2 separate regions of the Mus musculus genome follow, and region 2 is linked to region 1. A link is a contact called in public Hi-C data. All regions are on one chromosome and are shown on one strand. Each heading gives the region's core, a stretch centred on a gene start, on an enhancer-like site or on the middle of the called end of the contact. The rest is flanking DNA. Distances are from core to core; before and after follow the strand shown.

Region 1 (6,709 bases), core at 3,216-5,715:
GCAGGCATATGGGTGGATAGAAAAGGCTGAGGCTGGCACTGTGGTCAACTCTCACCAGCACCCTTGGCAAGATTGGGCCAGGAAAAGGGACAGCACACAAGAAAGACTGTTTGTTTTTTTGTTTTTCAAGACAGGGTTTCTCTGTGTAGCCCTGGTTGTCCTGGAACTCACTCTGTAGACCAGGCTGGCCTCAAATTCAGAAATCCGCCTGCCTCTGCCTCCCAAGTGCTGGGATTAAAGGCGTGCGCCACCAGTGCACGGCAAGTAAGACCGTTTTTGTTGGTATCCCCCAACCCCAACTAACACGTTTGTGTTTATTATTTGGGCCGTTGAAATCAGTTAATAAGACCCGCCAATCCTGCAGTGTGTCTCCTCTTGTACTGAGGATGAAGATGGTGAATGTAAAGAAAGGAACTCCGGGATAGCATCGCATTTGTGAGCCTCTTTAAACTACCATGCCTTTTTCCACAAGAGTCCACGCCTCTGAGATTTCCTGGAATGGTCCCAATCTCATCTGCTTTACGTTCCCACAAATACTCTCAGCCAGACACAAAGCTCTGACTTTAAGCAGGAAAAAGGCAGACACCGTAGACCTCACACAAATGTCCGTTTCTAAGCAACTGTGTATCAAGGATACATCAAGTTCACTAAAAAGATACCCTGGTAGCTCCTGTATCCCAAACAGAGCTCCGTAATGCAGCACCGCTGACTAAAGTAATTCTTGTGGTTCAGAGCACGAGGGGGAATTCATTCAAGAATTTCCACTCAGTTCCAAAGAGCATAATGACAGTACTGTTGAAAATAACCCTCCCGGGCTGTAGTGCCAAGGAACCATGCTGCCTGCAGGGTCTCATGTCATATTTCTCCAGAGGTTGCATGTAAAACTTGAGCCACTGCCCGTTAGTAGCCTTCCGCTCTAGACACATGCCTGGCTCTTTGTGGAGTATCCCAGGCAGGGGCTAGCAGCAGGACTCAGACCTCTGAGTCACCTGAGACAAAATGGGGACTTGAGCTCCAGACACACAAGGAGAGGACTCCTCACAGCCTCGTCCTGCCTGGTGGGCACGAGCCCTGATGGTGGGCAAGCTGTTTCCAGTGGAGGAGTTCAATAAAGTATGGGGGCCCGAGTTTTTCTTACGTGGAGGGAAATAATACAAACAAGATGCCGCTGAGCATACAATAAAATAGCAATTTCCAAAACTATAGTAGCTGGATTGGTGATACATGCCTGTAATCCTAGAATATGGGAGGCAGAGACAGGAGGATTGCCTCACATTCAAGGCAAGATATTAACATGGAATGTCCCCTATTAGGCAGGACTACATATTGAAACCTTCTTTAAAAAGTAAACAAAACCCCTGACAAATAAACAAACAACAACAGCAACGGAATAGAAAGGAAGGGAGGGAGGAAGGACCCCAGCAACAGCACAAATCAAATAGAAAATAACACACTGGCAAGGATGTGAAGGAATTCCTAGCACAAGCACAGACTGGGGGAAGGGTGGGGGGGGGGGCGGCAATGTAAAATGATACAGAGGCTATAGAAATAGCATGTGGTTTGGTTTTTGTTTTTTTTTTAAATATTTATTTATTTATCTATTTAGAAAACTCAAACACAGAATTGTACACGACCCAACAATTCTACTTCTGGTGAGATTGCCAAAAGTTTTAAAAGCAGTAATTGTGCAAATGTACTCAGAGAGATAGAGCTGAGGTAGTGCACGTGTCTACAGGGTGATGAATGGATCAGGAAAATGTGGCCTGGATCCCTAATAGAATTTTAAAAAGAATGAAGTTGTGTGGAGGTCATCCTTGCCTGTTCAATCCTGAGCAACCTTCCTGGCAAAGGATGGACTATAACCTGCTAACCTTGAATACATTATTATAAGGGAAAGCAGCTGACCAACAAAGTGTGGGGGGTTTCTCCATTTATATGAAGATCAGAGTCGTTAATTCGTGGGGAGAGCTTTTGAGGCCACTTCTAGGAATTTGGCCGGAATTTGACATTGGACTAGGACAACCTTGTAGGCTCAAGGTAAATACAGCTGAGGAATGTATTGTATTCCTTGTATCTTGGTCATTCTGATAAACCCCTAAACACAGTGACCTCTCCTGACTTTGATCATTGCCTTGTTTGTTCCTTGACTACTTTGTTTATGCTTTTATGTTCCTTGGCTGTTCTGTTTATGCCTTAGGACTGATCATATTCTTTGTTTGTACCTAGAATGACATAAAAGCAGACTGGAAAAAAAAAACAGAACAAAACAAAATGGATTCAGCTTCAGAACTGGCTGGGGTCAGGTTAGAGTGTTGTCTAATTGTCTTTTTCTTTTCAATCCTCCCTCCCTCCCTGGAGAACCCATCCACTCACTGAGCTGGCTTAGTCAAGGGAAAACGTGTGGAAACACATACAGGAAGGATGGAGATATCACAGTGATAGAAAGTAAGGGTGGCGTGGACAGGGCCTGTGTGGAGACCAGCAAGCATTCATCAAGGGGAACAAAGTTAGGAAATTACTGATAATATTGATACATATACAATGATACAAATGTATCAAAAGAAGCCTAAACTAGGGCCCGGCATGGTGGCCCATGCCTTTAATCCCAGCAGTGGCTGTCCTGTAACTCACTCTGTAGACTAGGCTGGCCTCAGACTCAGAAATCCGCCTGCCTCTGCCTCCCAAGTGCTGGGATTAAAGGCCTGAGCCACCACTGCCCGGGTGATCTATGAAAATTTTTGGCTCATTCTAGTCATACAAACACAATGTAGAAAAGGAACACAATCAAGGTCAGGACCTAAGTTGTGAAAGCATGAACTTCTGCTCCCAGAAGACACATTTGTAGAAGAGCCCAGATTGCCAGCTGACAGTATGTAAGGGAGAAAACTCAGATACCAGGAGACAAGGAATCCCCTGTCCTGCTATCTACTCAGTGCTGGAACTTTCCACTCTCTGCCCATCCACCAATCCACCCACCTACCCTCAAACACACACACACACACACACACACACACACACACACACACACACACACGGCTATCCATTCCTCTATCAACTCATCCATTCATCCATCCATAAATCAATCCTCATTCACTTGCCTATTTCTCCACCCAGTCACTGATTCATCTATGCATCTATCCATTTATCCACCCATCACTCACCCACCCATCTACCCACTCATTTATCCATCCATCTATCCACATACTCACCCATACACACATTCATCTATTTGTCCCTTCCTCCCTGTCTCTCCCTCTGCCCTCCATCTATCCACCATCCATCCATCCATCTATCCATAGACTCATCCCTCTATCCACCCATCTACCCTATCCACCCATCTATTCACCCATTGATCATCTATCATCCTTTATCCTTGGATATACACCAGCCATTACTTAGATTCTAGGACCCAGGAACTGAATCGAATACTGGAGACATTGAGGCTCGGTGAGACTCAGCCTTAATCATCAGTGTGAATTGAGCCAGTGAAGAGATGAGCAGGAAGGTGAAAGATGCTAGTGCAGGGCTTCCTGTGTCACTGTGTAACTCTCAGGAATGGGAGCAAACAGGAGCTCACGGTGAGGGTCCTGACTGGGTCGTCTCAGAGGAAGGGACTCCTAAAATGTCTATTGCAAAATTCATAGGTACTAGCCAGGCAGGAAAGAGAAGGTGAGCGGTGGGTATAGACTAGAAGGCCTTGGGAGAGGCAGAGGAGCTTCGGGTACAAAGCCTGGAATCTGGGGAGAGTGGAGTCAGTGAGAGGAGCAGTGAGTGATTCTAGATAGCTAAAGCAGAGGGTGGGAAGGGCTAGGATTGCTTTTGACCTTGGAGGCCCCAGGGCACTGTTATTTTCCAAGGCCCCACTCCCACATCCTATCATACACATTGAAATTCACCCACTTTGCATATCAAATGAGTTATATATAGCTAACTGGGGAGGCCAGTTGCAAAGACAGTTGACATAATGTTACCTTTTGTAGACATTTAATTACACACTCATCAATTTCAACTTGGCAACCTCCTCATTTTTGGGAAATGTGGGCGCGGACAGAGCAGCTGTAGAAAACAAATGTGGTAGCTCGGCTTACAATACCTGGTCTGCAGTCAGTAGTGGAGAGTGGGTCGCTGTAGGAAGTGAGCCCCAGGGCCATCTAAGGGCCTCCACCAAGGGCTTCTGGTGCCTAGAAGAGAAATGCCTTAAGGGTTTTTAAAACAGAAGGCTGAGCTGGGCCACTCCAGAAAGCACAGGTGGAAGTCTAGAAATAGGAAGTCAGGGAGAACTGCGTAGGACTTCAGGTGCAAAATTGGGAAGGATAGTCTACCCTGGGGTCCCCGAAGGGGCATTTGCAGACCTTCTACTGCTCCTCCAGGCCTGGCAGGAGTCAGTTCCCAGAGCCCAGGATGGGCCTGGGCAGTTGGTGGCACAAGAAAAGAAGCCTCCTTCCTCCAGAGGGCGTCACAGGACAGCTTTTCCCAAAGGAAGGCCGCATAGGCAGCAGCTGCCAGGGCAGGCTTTGGCTGGCTGATAACAATTACTGAGCTGGGCAGGAAGTCAGTACCTATGGAGACAGACTGGAAGGAGCCTCGTTATGGGAGAAGGAGCCTGGCTCTCTAGCCTAGCTGAGGCCAAGGGTCACAGAGGAAAACAAACAAACAAACAAACCCCAAACCAAACCTAACAAAACCTCCAAGGCATGTGAAAAATTCAGGGGCTCCCAACCTCTCTGTGTTGGATGGAGGACTAGTCAGGCTCCAACTTACCCAAGAGAAAACAGACCAAGGAGCAAAGCGGCTTGGATGGGGGCTTCCGAGCATGTTGGAGGCAGTCCAGGACCAGAGGCTAGCCCTGTCTTGGCACTCACCCTCCTTTAATTAGGTGTGTGGCTGTGTCACGTTGTGCTGCTCAGAGACATTGCAGATAACAGCAAGTGGAAGGCATCTGCCACACACTGGGCTCTGTGCTAAACACTTGATTCTTATTATTGACCTCCATCCACATGAAGGGATGACACACTCCCGGAGGCTGTGTCGTGTTACCCCAGTTTCCCCCCACAAGAAAACTGATCCACTGCAGGCTGAAGCTATGCTTGCCTTAAAATCACGCAGCTGTGCCAACACAGCCAGGCAAACTCTCACAGGGTCTCTCCCACCCAGCCCCAGGGCTCTATTTTAATTCTCAGGAGGAGATAACAATGCCAAATTATCTTCTAAGAATAGGTAATTTCTGTCCTGTGAAGGAGCTTTTTAGTGCTGGTGAATGGATCCGTATACTATTTGTATTTTCAAATAGGGATGCTCCCTGTAGTTGATCTTCAGCCAGGAAATTAAATTAACCAGGACACTTCTAGCCCTGAGCACTCTGGCTGGGTAGTTAATGGAGACTTCACAATGCCAGCTATGCGATTTAGGATCACATCACAGAGTAAATTGCCCTCCGGAGGATCCTAAATCTTCAAAAACAATCTCTAATCCTCACATTTGGGCAGGAAGGGCCCTTAGACATCAACGTTCAGGGGACCCTGGGCCTCAGAGAGAGACAGACAGCCACTTCTCCAAACTCACGGAACAGACAGAACTCAAGACAAGAACCGCTTCTAGTCATGGAGTGAGCCCTCCACTCCAAAGTTCAGTTGGATATTGGCAAAATGGAAGGCTGTTCGACTGGTGTTCATGTCCTCTCCACTCCCACAACCCACAACTGTAGTGTCCAGACCATACGTCTTGGCTTCGTGGTAGATTGTGTTTGACGCAGTCACTCCTAGGAGGAGCCTTTCTGTATCCATTCAACAAATGTTTCCCATGGGGACCAAGGGGAGCTCAGCCAACAGGAACCTTAAAATCTTGCTCTCAGGGGGTTTATAGTGTAAAACTGGGGGAGGAACACAGAGAGGGTTGCCACCTGCCAAGCCTGCCTTAACCGGATGGATGGTACGAGGAAAGAGGGAAGGAGCTGGGTATGTGAACTTTGTGATTTGAATAGCAAGGAAGAAGAGAAGACTGCTGAACTGAAAGCATTGTAGATAGAAGATTAAGTTCAAAGGCTCTGGGGCCAATAACATGCTTTTTGAGAGAACGGAGAACTCTAAGGCTTTCTATAGAAATCCGGGTGCCATTTTCAACATTCAGAGTGTACACTGTAAAAAGAAAAAAGGGAAATGAGTAAAATTAACTTGTGTTTTCTTAATACAGGAAACAAACAAAAATACTAATAAAATTGAGCTTTGCTGAATAGTCTCTAATCTCTCTCCCTCTTTTTTTTGTATTAGGGAAACAGAGACAGGAGGATGAGTTCAAAGCCAATCTGGGCAACATAATGAGACCATGTCTTAATATATCTAATTAAGAAAAAAAACCGGGGATATAGCCTACTGGTAGAGTGCTTGCCTACCACGCGTGAGCCCCTAGTTCCATATACCTGCTACCAAAAGCAAACAAACAATCACACTCCCCCCTCACCCATGTTATATCTCCAACATATAGTACAGATTAGAAGCACATGTCAAGTCCTCATTAATCATGGATGCCTATTGGCTAGTAATATGAGACCAGAGTGGGTGTGATTGCCAGAGTTTGGGAGAAAGGGTTCTAGAATCGAAACCTCTCAGGTCTGGACCTTCAAATCCTATTAGGGCTCTCTGCCCTCATGAGGGTCGAGGCACACAGACGGGAAAGCCACATGCTGGCGTCCTCAGAGGCCTCTTGGTCGCTT
Region 2 (6,757 bases), core at 402-2,901, 370 kb after region 1:
TGCTAACCCTGCTTCTGCTGTCACATGTGACACATGTGTGTCTACCTCTGCGTGTAGAAAATCCTGTTGACTTCCCAAGGACAGTTCATATTCCACCTCTTCTGCCAGGCTTTCCCAATCTTTCCAACTGACCTTTGTGATGTCTGATTCTTAGTCCTCCCATGCTGTATCTCAGGGTTCTCTGCACCCCACATAGCAGTTATTCATGCTCACCCTCATGTCTTTCACATATTTGCACACCTCCTAAACACTTTCCAGAATTAAAGCAGTCTGATGGCTTAAGAATGCAAAGACCCATAGCAACTTAACAATTTGTATAGTCCCAGCCATTTGTGAACCACAGCAGGATGGGGATGTGCGACATCTAAACTTCATCGACAGGTTTGAAATCACTTGGAAGATGCATTTTTTATTAAAAAAATATTCATTTATTTTTTTTGTATGTGTATTGATGTTTTCCTGTGCATATGTATGGGCATCATTGGTCATGCCTGGTGCCGGCAGAAGCCAAAAGGGAGCACGGGATTCCCTGGAATTGGAGTTATTTACTGATGGCTTAAAGCTGCCAAGTTGTAAACTGATCTCAGCTCCTCTGCAAGAGAAGCAAGTGCTATCAACCATAAGGCAGTCTCTCCAACCTCTAGGAAACGCACTTCTCAGTGTTTCTTTGAGCGCATTTCCAGAGATGCTCAATTGTGGAAAGGCCTACCCTAAATGTGGGAGGTATCACACCTAGATAAGCGTCTCAGCCTAAACAAACAAAATGGCAAAAAGCAGAAAGCCAGCTAGGCATGGTGTTCATCTCTCTCTGCCTCCTACCTGAGGATACAACAAGAACAGCTTCATCACATTCCTTCCAACATCCCTTCCATGCCAGGATGAACATGATTCTCTGAAACCTTTAGCCAAAATCAGCCATTCCTTAAGGGGCTCTCTTATATCAGATGCCTTCAGAAACAGAAAAGGTAGTTGCTGTAGGACCCTCATTTCTCTCAGCCCAAGTAGCAGCAATCAAAGCTTAGGGCCTAACACAGGGCCTAACAGGCAAAAAAATCACATCCTCTCTCCTTGTTCTTGCTTCCTCTTTTATACAAATAAAAATAATAGACTTATGATATTAATACAAGCTTATAGCTTGTGCATAAGCTTGCAATATTAATGAGAAGTGCTTTTGCAAAGAATAGAAGTCTTCATAAATATTCCTTGAATGTCCTGTGAAATGGTAGGTGTATATCCATCAGGCAAGGCATGTATTTCCACCAGAACCCTGTTGCTACACTGGAGTTTTTCATTTGTTCACTAATGAAAGCACAGCATGGTACAGATCCCATTCAAAGTGCTGTCAAATTTACCAGTAACATTAGGGAGACACAGGTATTACTCTCATGTTGCAGAAAACTAGGGCTACTGATAGGTAGAGCAGGGTCCCAGTCCTGCGATGTATCCCAGCGAACCTTCTGGGCCCAATGGGAACTGAGCCCAGTGGGAGGAAAGCATCAGGAAACTGAGCCTCCTTGGGTTAAAACTGCAACAGTGTTTCCAGCTGGGCAGTCAGATTGAGTTCCAGGATTTACTGGGACTATGCTCCCCAGCTGGGCTGGACACAGTCTTGCATCCTGCCTCCGTGTGCCTGGCGGGTGACAGGGAAGATTTGGAATTTCTGGGGCTGAGCTGGCAGTGATCTCCTCGAGCCAGGAGTGGGGCTGCTCTGATGAGTAGATAATTAGGATGCTTCTTTCAGCTGCAGATAAAGTCCAGAGCCTCACTCCAGCCATTATCCTGCCAACCCTAATAGAGCCAGATTGATGGATACAGCACGGAGGGAATTTGGAACATTCTTGCTCACACTATATCACACTCAATAACCGCTCGTGCACAATGTGGGACTTTTATAAGCCATTACAAAATCCATTTTGAAACGTCTCTGGGTGCGACAGCCAGCTGCAAAGCATCTGAAGTATCCCTGACATTTGGGCTTTGGTGGAGCTTGCGAGAACACAGAGAATGGAGAGCAATGGCGAGAGCACCCGAGCTGGCCAAGAGAATCGCATCATAAGCTCAGCAGATGGTAGCACTACAGCCCACTGTTCATCTTAGAGTGTACCTCAGCAAGAGCACTAATCCTTCTTGTTAGACAAGAACAGAAACCCCCCTACACCCCTAAATGCTTTCCATATGTTCTATTGTCTTCCCAGCACTTCAAGTCTACCTCAAAAGCCCCCAACTTAGCAACCTTCATATTAATGCTAAACATATTACATCAGTTCTAACACTGATATGTTTAATATGAATACAATTAAAGTTACTCCAACATAATCCTGATGAGATAAACAGCACTGCTTTATTATAAACGTCCCTGCAAGGTCCCTTGTAAAATATTATCAATGTTAATAGGAGCCCCCTCCACCCACCCAGATACTTGGGCTAAACAATGCCACTGCCTCCCTACTAATAACAAATATGTCCAGCGATTTAAACATCGGTACATCCAATGTAAACACCATTATAGCTAATGTAAAACAGTTACCCGGCCTCAGCTCCACAAGCCTTCAACCAGAAAGCTTCGGAAGAGAAATAACTGTTTCCTCAACAAGGATGCATTACAGCCTGCTGGTGCCATTTGCAATAGATTACTTAAGCCCATAAAGAAATGAAAATTGCAGGCCTGCTTTGAGCCAGAAATGATGAAATCGGAGAGCACAGGCACAGTATAGCATGGCATAGGCCTGCTTCTACCCAGGGAATGTGGGCCTGTGAGGTTGGGGCAAACTCTCCCTGAGTACAATATACAGCCAGAGAAGCCCAGCACCCAAGCCTTGTTGGTCCTGTCTCCAGTTCATGGCTTCTGCTCACACAGGCATGAAGCCCAAGACTGACCTGCCCAGAGCTGATGACTTGGTTGCTCAAATATGTGCATAAGGTTAGCTAGCATAGCATGACCAAGGGTGAGGACCATTGCTATGGTTTCTACCTTCCATTATAGAACGTCCCTTTCCTTTTCAGATGCTAGAGAAAGTCAAGCCTTTTGGCCAGAGACCTAGAGCCTTTTCCAGAACCTCTGAAATGATCAGGGAAATCCACAAACAAGCCCAAGGCCCATCCACACCACACCTGAGTTTCTTTCTTGCCCATCTCCCTTTCCTCTTCATCTCGGTGACTGGCAGGTTCCCCATCATTTTTGAGCACTTATTTCAGGAAATTTCTTGAGTATGATTCCAAGTTTTCACCCTGGTTTCTTTTCTTTTTCTCTATTCATCAGACCCACTCCTTTTATATGTGTAGACACCACACTTTGCCTTGGGGGCCTCTGAAGGGCAACCCTAGTAAAAAGCAGTTTCAAAATCTCCATTTTGTACAGGTGTATAAGGTGTTTGTGTGACACCGTGAACTAGCCTTCTTGACTTCCCTCAAGATGTCTCTGAGAAATTTGCAGAGGGGAATATTGCCCTTGGGGGATGATCTATGATATTTACTATAGCAGCCACAGAATTATAAGGTTCCATTATGACTCAGGGAACAGAAAGGGATTTCCAAGTGAATTATCCCTCAAATATTTCAACAAACACTAACCACTTCACATTGTTAAGATCTCTCTCTCTCTCTCTGTCTTTCTCTGTCTCTGTGTCTCTCTGTCTCTGTCTCTCTGTCTCTCTGTCTCTCTCTCTCTCTCTGTGTGCATGTGTGCATGAATGCCCACAGAGGCAAAAAAGACTGTCAGCTTTCCTGGAGCTGTAGTTATAGGCTGTTGTAAGTTGCCCAATGTGGGTGCTAGGAACCAAACCTAAATCCTCTGCAAGAGCAGCAAGTACTCTTAACCACTGAGACGTCTCTACAGCCTCTACCTCATGTTAAACTACATTTACAGAAAAAAAAATGCAAGTTTCTCATTTCTATGGATGAGAGAACTTTTTACAGCTGAGAAATACTCATTTTCTTGGGGTGACTCTGAGAACAAGAATCTGAACATATCCTTCAAATCATGTCCTGGGGTGTTCAGCCAACAGGTGTAGTTCAGGAAAACTTGAGATGGTCATCATTGGCGCTTTTGACATTTGGGACAATATTGTTCTTTGTGGTGTGATCTGGAAATGAATTAAGGCAAACTCAGATGTAAATTCTTATTTGCTTCCTTAACTGCCTGGGTGGTCCCCACTGCAGGAACATAAGCCATCTGAGCATCAGTTTCCTCACTTGTACAGCGGGATTGGTGGTACTGTGTTTGAGGCCTGGTGGCACACTAGCTAGGCTTTGCATATGTTTATTCCTGATGCCAAGTTATGGCTGTCACACTTCTCATTTGAGTCCTGTATCAAGCACCTTCTCTTGGAATGAGCCTGTGAGTGTGCAGGGCCTGGACAGGGTCTCATTTCCCCAAAATATGGAAAAATGGAGAGCTGGGATTTTATTCCTGCTAAACATCACATTATTAATGCCAGGCCACTCTTTCCTAATAAAATCCCAAGCCATGTAAACACCAGTATAGCTTTCAATTTGTAGTCAGATTAAATGCCAGCAGTGCTTGGTTCTTATTTTATTTTACTTTTTAATTTTATTTTTATTATTTTTAAACTGAAATCTTTACAGTGGATTTGAAAGCAAGCTATTTTCTGCCTTTGGAGAAATGTAGGTTTTGGAAAGCGAGTTTTGGAATGTTTCAGCTTCAATCAGAGTGGAAGGGAGAAGAAAAAAGAAAGAAAGAAAGAAAGAAAGAAAGAAAGAAAGAAAGAAAGAAAGAAAGAAAGAAAGAAAGAAAGAAAAAAACCTTAGTCAACTCATATGATAGAATTTCTGCACCCGGATTCACACTCTCCTTTAGGCGGTGCCCTATGGAGTGAAGTGCACGGAAAGGAGTGGGATTTGTCATGAATGCTATTTTATGTCTCTGAAAAAGCAGGTGTTTATTGTTGTGCTTTAAGCTGTAGCCCTATGTCTAAGCCATCCAGGGAAGAAGTCATTTCATGGAGAGGGGAGACTAATTCTCTATCCAAAAAATTTACATCTCCATCATGGTTCCTTCTGGTTCAAGAGCCTTATCCTCTCTCCATGTCCATGGAGCACTGAAGGATCCAGCAAAGAATCAACAAATTTTATCCTTAGGTGCCCTCACCCCTACACGTCTACCTTTGCTCCACACCAGGTATGGAAAGGAGTGGACAAGCCTGAAGAAAGAAACCATGCCTGTTTTACTCTTTGTTTGGAAGCTTTGGGGACAACTCGGGCTTTATTCAGAGTTCAGGGACAGAGGCACAAGGTGCTTCCTACAGGGGAAGTCTGAAACCAGCAGCCTATTGATAAATAGAGTGGAATCAGAGACAAGCAGGGTGTGTGGGAGCTATTCACTGCCTATGGAAATCAACCTGCAAAGAGGGGCATCCTGAGGAAACAGGCTACCTCTTAGTCCAGAGCCAATCTCAGAAAACGCCACAAAACATCAAGTAGTGTGGCCCACGTCAGCTTGGCTCTTGTCCTTGTTCGGGCCTATTGGAAAGCCCTCTATGGATATCTCTGGAGCACCATTCAATGAATCAAGGCCTCACTTGGACAACCTTCTTATCTTATGTTTCGCTAGGCCACCTGTTCCTATGACTTCAATGAACATCATGATATAGATAAAAATCATCACGTTTGCCTTCAGCCCAGGCATGGATGGTTGGTAGGTCCACCAATCTTCCAGAAACCTCTGCTTGATCTGCTGCATCTACCCAAAATCACCCCCTGACCCCTTTGGTTTACCATCCTCCTGGGAAATGCCTTATAACACTTAGCATGTGGTTCTCTGACTCATAGCTTTATACACATCCCCTTCATTGGCCTTTTTCCTCAAGGCAGACATGTTGTTCTGTTACCTGCACAGAGGTAGGCTCCTCAATGATTAAGTCTCTAGAGTTAAATCTGCCACAAAGCAAGTGTCTATCCCCACAGCTAGTCATGGGCCACTGGGTATAGGGGCAGGTTCTCTAATTGTTTGATTGGGCCAATAAAAATGGCAGAAGCCAATCCTTGGGCAAAGATACAGAAGCAGGTTTTCAGGGTCTGAGGAAGAAGAGAAGGAGATGAGATAGAGAAAGAGGCTTTTTGGCCAGGCTTTGAAGAGAGGAACATGAACATCACGTAGGTTGGGGGCTATTAGAACTGGTGGTCTCTGCCACCAGAAGAATTCTAGTACAGGAGAGCTGATTTTAAAATATTAAGATTGTCTGGTGTTTTCCATCTGCGGTAACTCAGGTGGGCAGGAGAAAGGTTACAGCCACAGGGCGGTCATTGGCAGTTGGTGGAGCTGCCAGGGAGGTCAGTAGGTGGAACATAGCTCCAGGCGTTCTCAGGAGGGATGGATGTTGAATGGTTTGGCAAAGCACTCTCAGGGAAAATACCAGCAGGCAACATGGTGGCAGCTGTTCTCAGAGCAGAGCCAGGAACTGGGGGGTGGCGGGAGCTCTCATGAAGGAGCAAGCATGAATTTTAAAAGTACATGCAACACGTGGGAATTTAGCAAATCTGTGAAGTTACAGTGGGGACCTCCTCTTGCTCTTTGGTGATAAAGAGGCTCACAAAAATAGGACCTTCATCCACTTCCACTCCCTGCTCTTTCCAAATGCCCTGACAGTCTACCAGCCCAAGGTTTTGGGCCAAGGGTGGGCCCCGGGCAAAGCATTTCACATTCATTTCTGCTTGGCCCATCTTGTATCACCCTGCATAATCTCATAAAGAATTGACACCAGTAAAATTCAGGAAGGCCATCTCCCAGTTAGCATGGTGA

What was found. Hi-C and Micro-C count contacts between places; a contact is called where the count stands out from the background.
Region 2: a contact with region 1 is called in a Hi-C map of the N1E-115 cell line, with 8 times the contacts expected there. The contact joins two enhancer-like sites.

The regions. Positions count from the first base shown.
Region 1 is chr4:55,473,641-55,480,349 of GRCm38.p6, forward strand. No RefSeq gene overlaps it. Among named protein-coding and RNA genes, the nearest start is that of Gm22150, 7.8 kb to the left of the region's middle. Within about 2 kb of position 4,466, at least 35 of the 459 cell types and tissues checked have an H3K27ac peak or open chromatin away from gene starts, as enhancers often do. A contact at or near this core is called in the N1E-115 cell line, where this site is marked.
Region 2 is chr4:55,842,235-55,848,991 of GRCm38.p6, forward strand. No RefSeq gene overlaps it. Among named protein-coding and RNA genes, the nearest start is that of Gm34482, 110 kb to the right of the region's middle. Within about 2 kb of position 1,652, at least 23 of the 459 cell types and tissues checked have an H3K27ac peak or open chromatin away from gene starts, as enhancers often do. A contact at or near this core is called in the N1E-115 cell line, where this site is marked.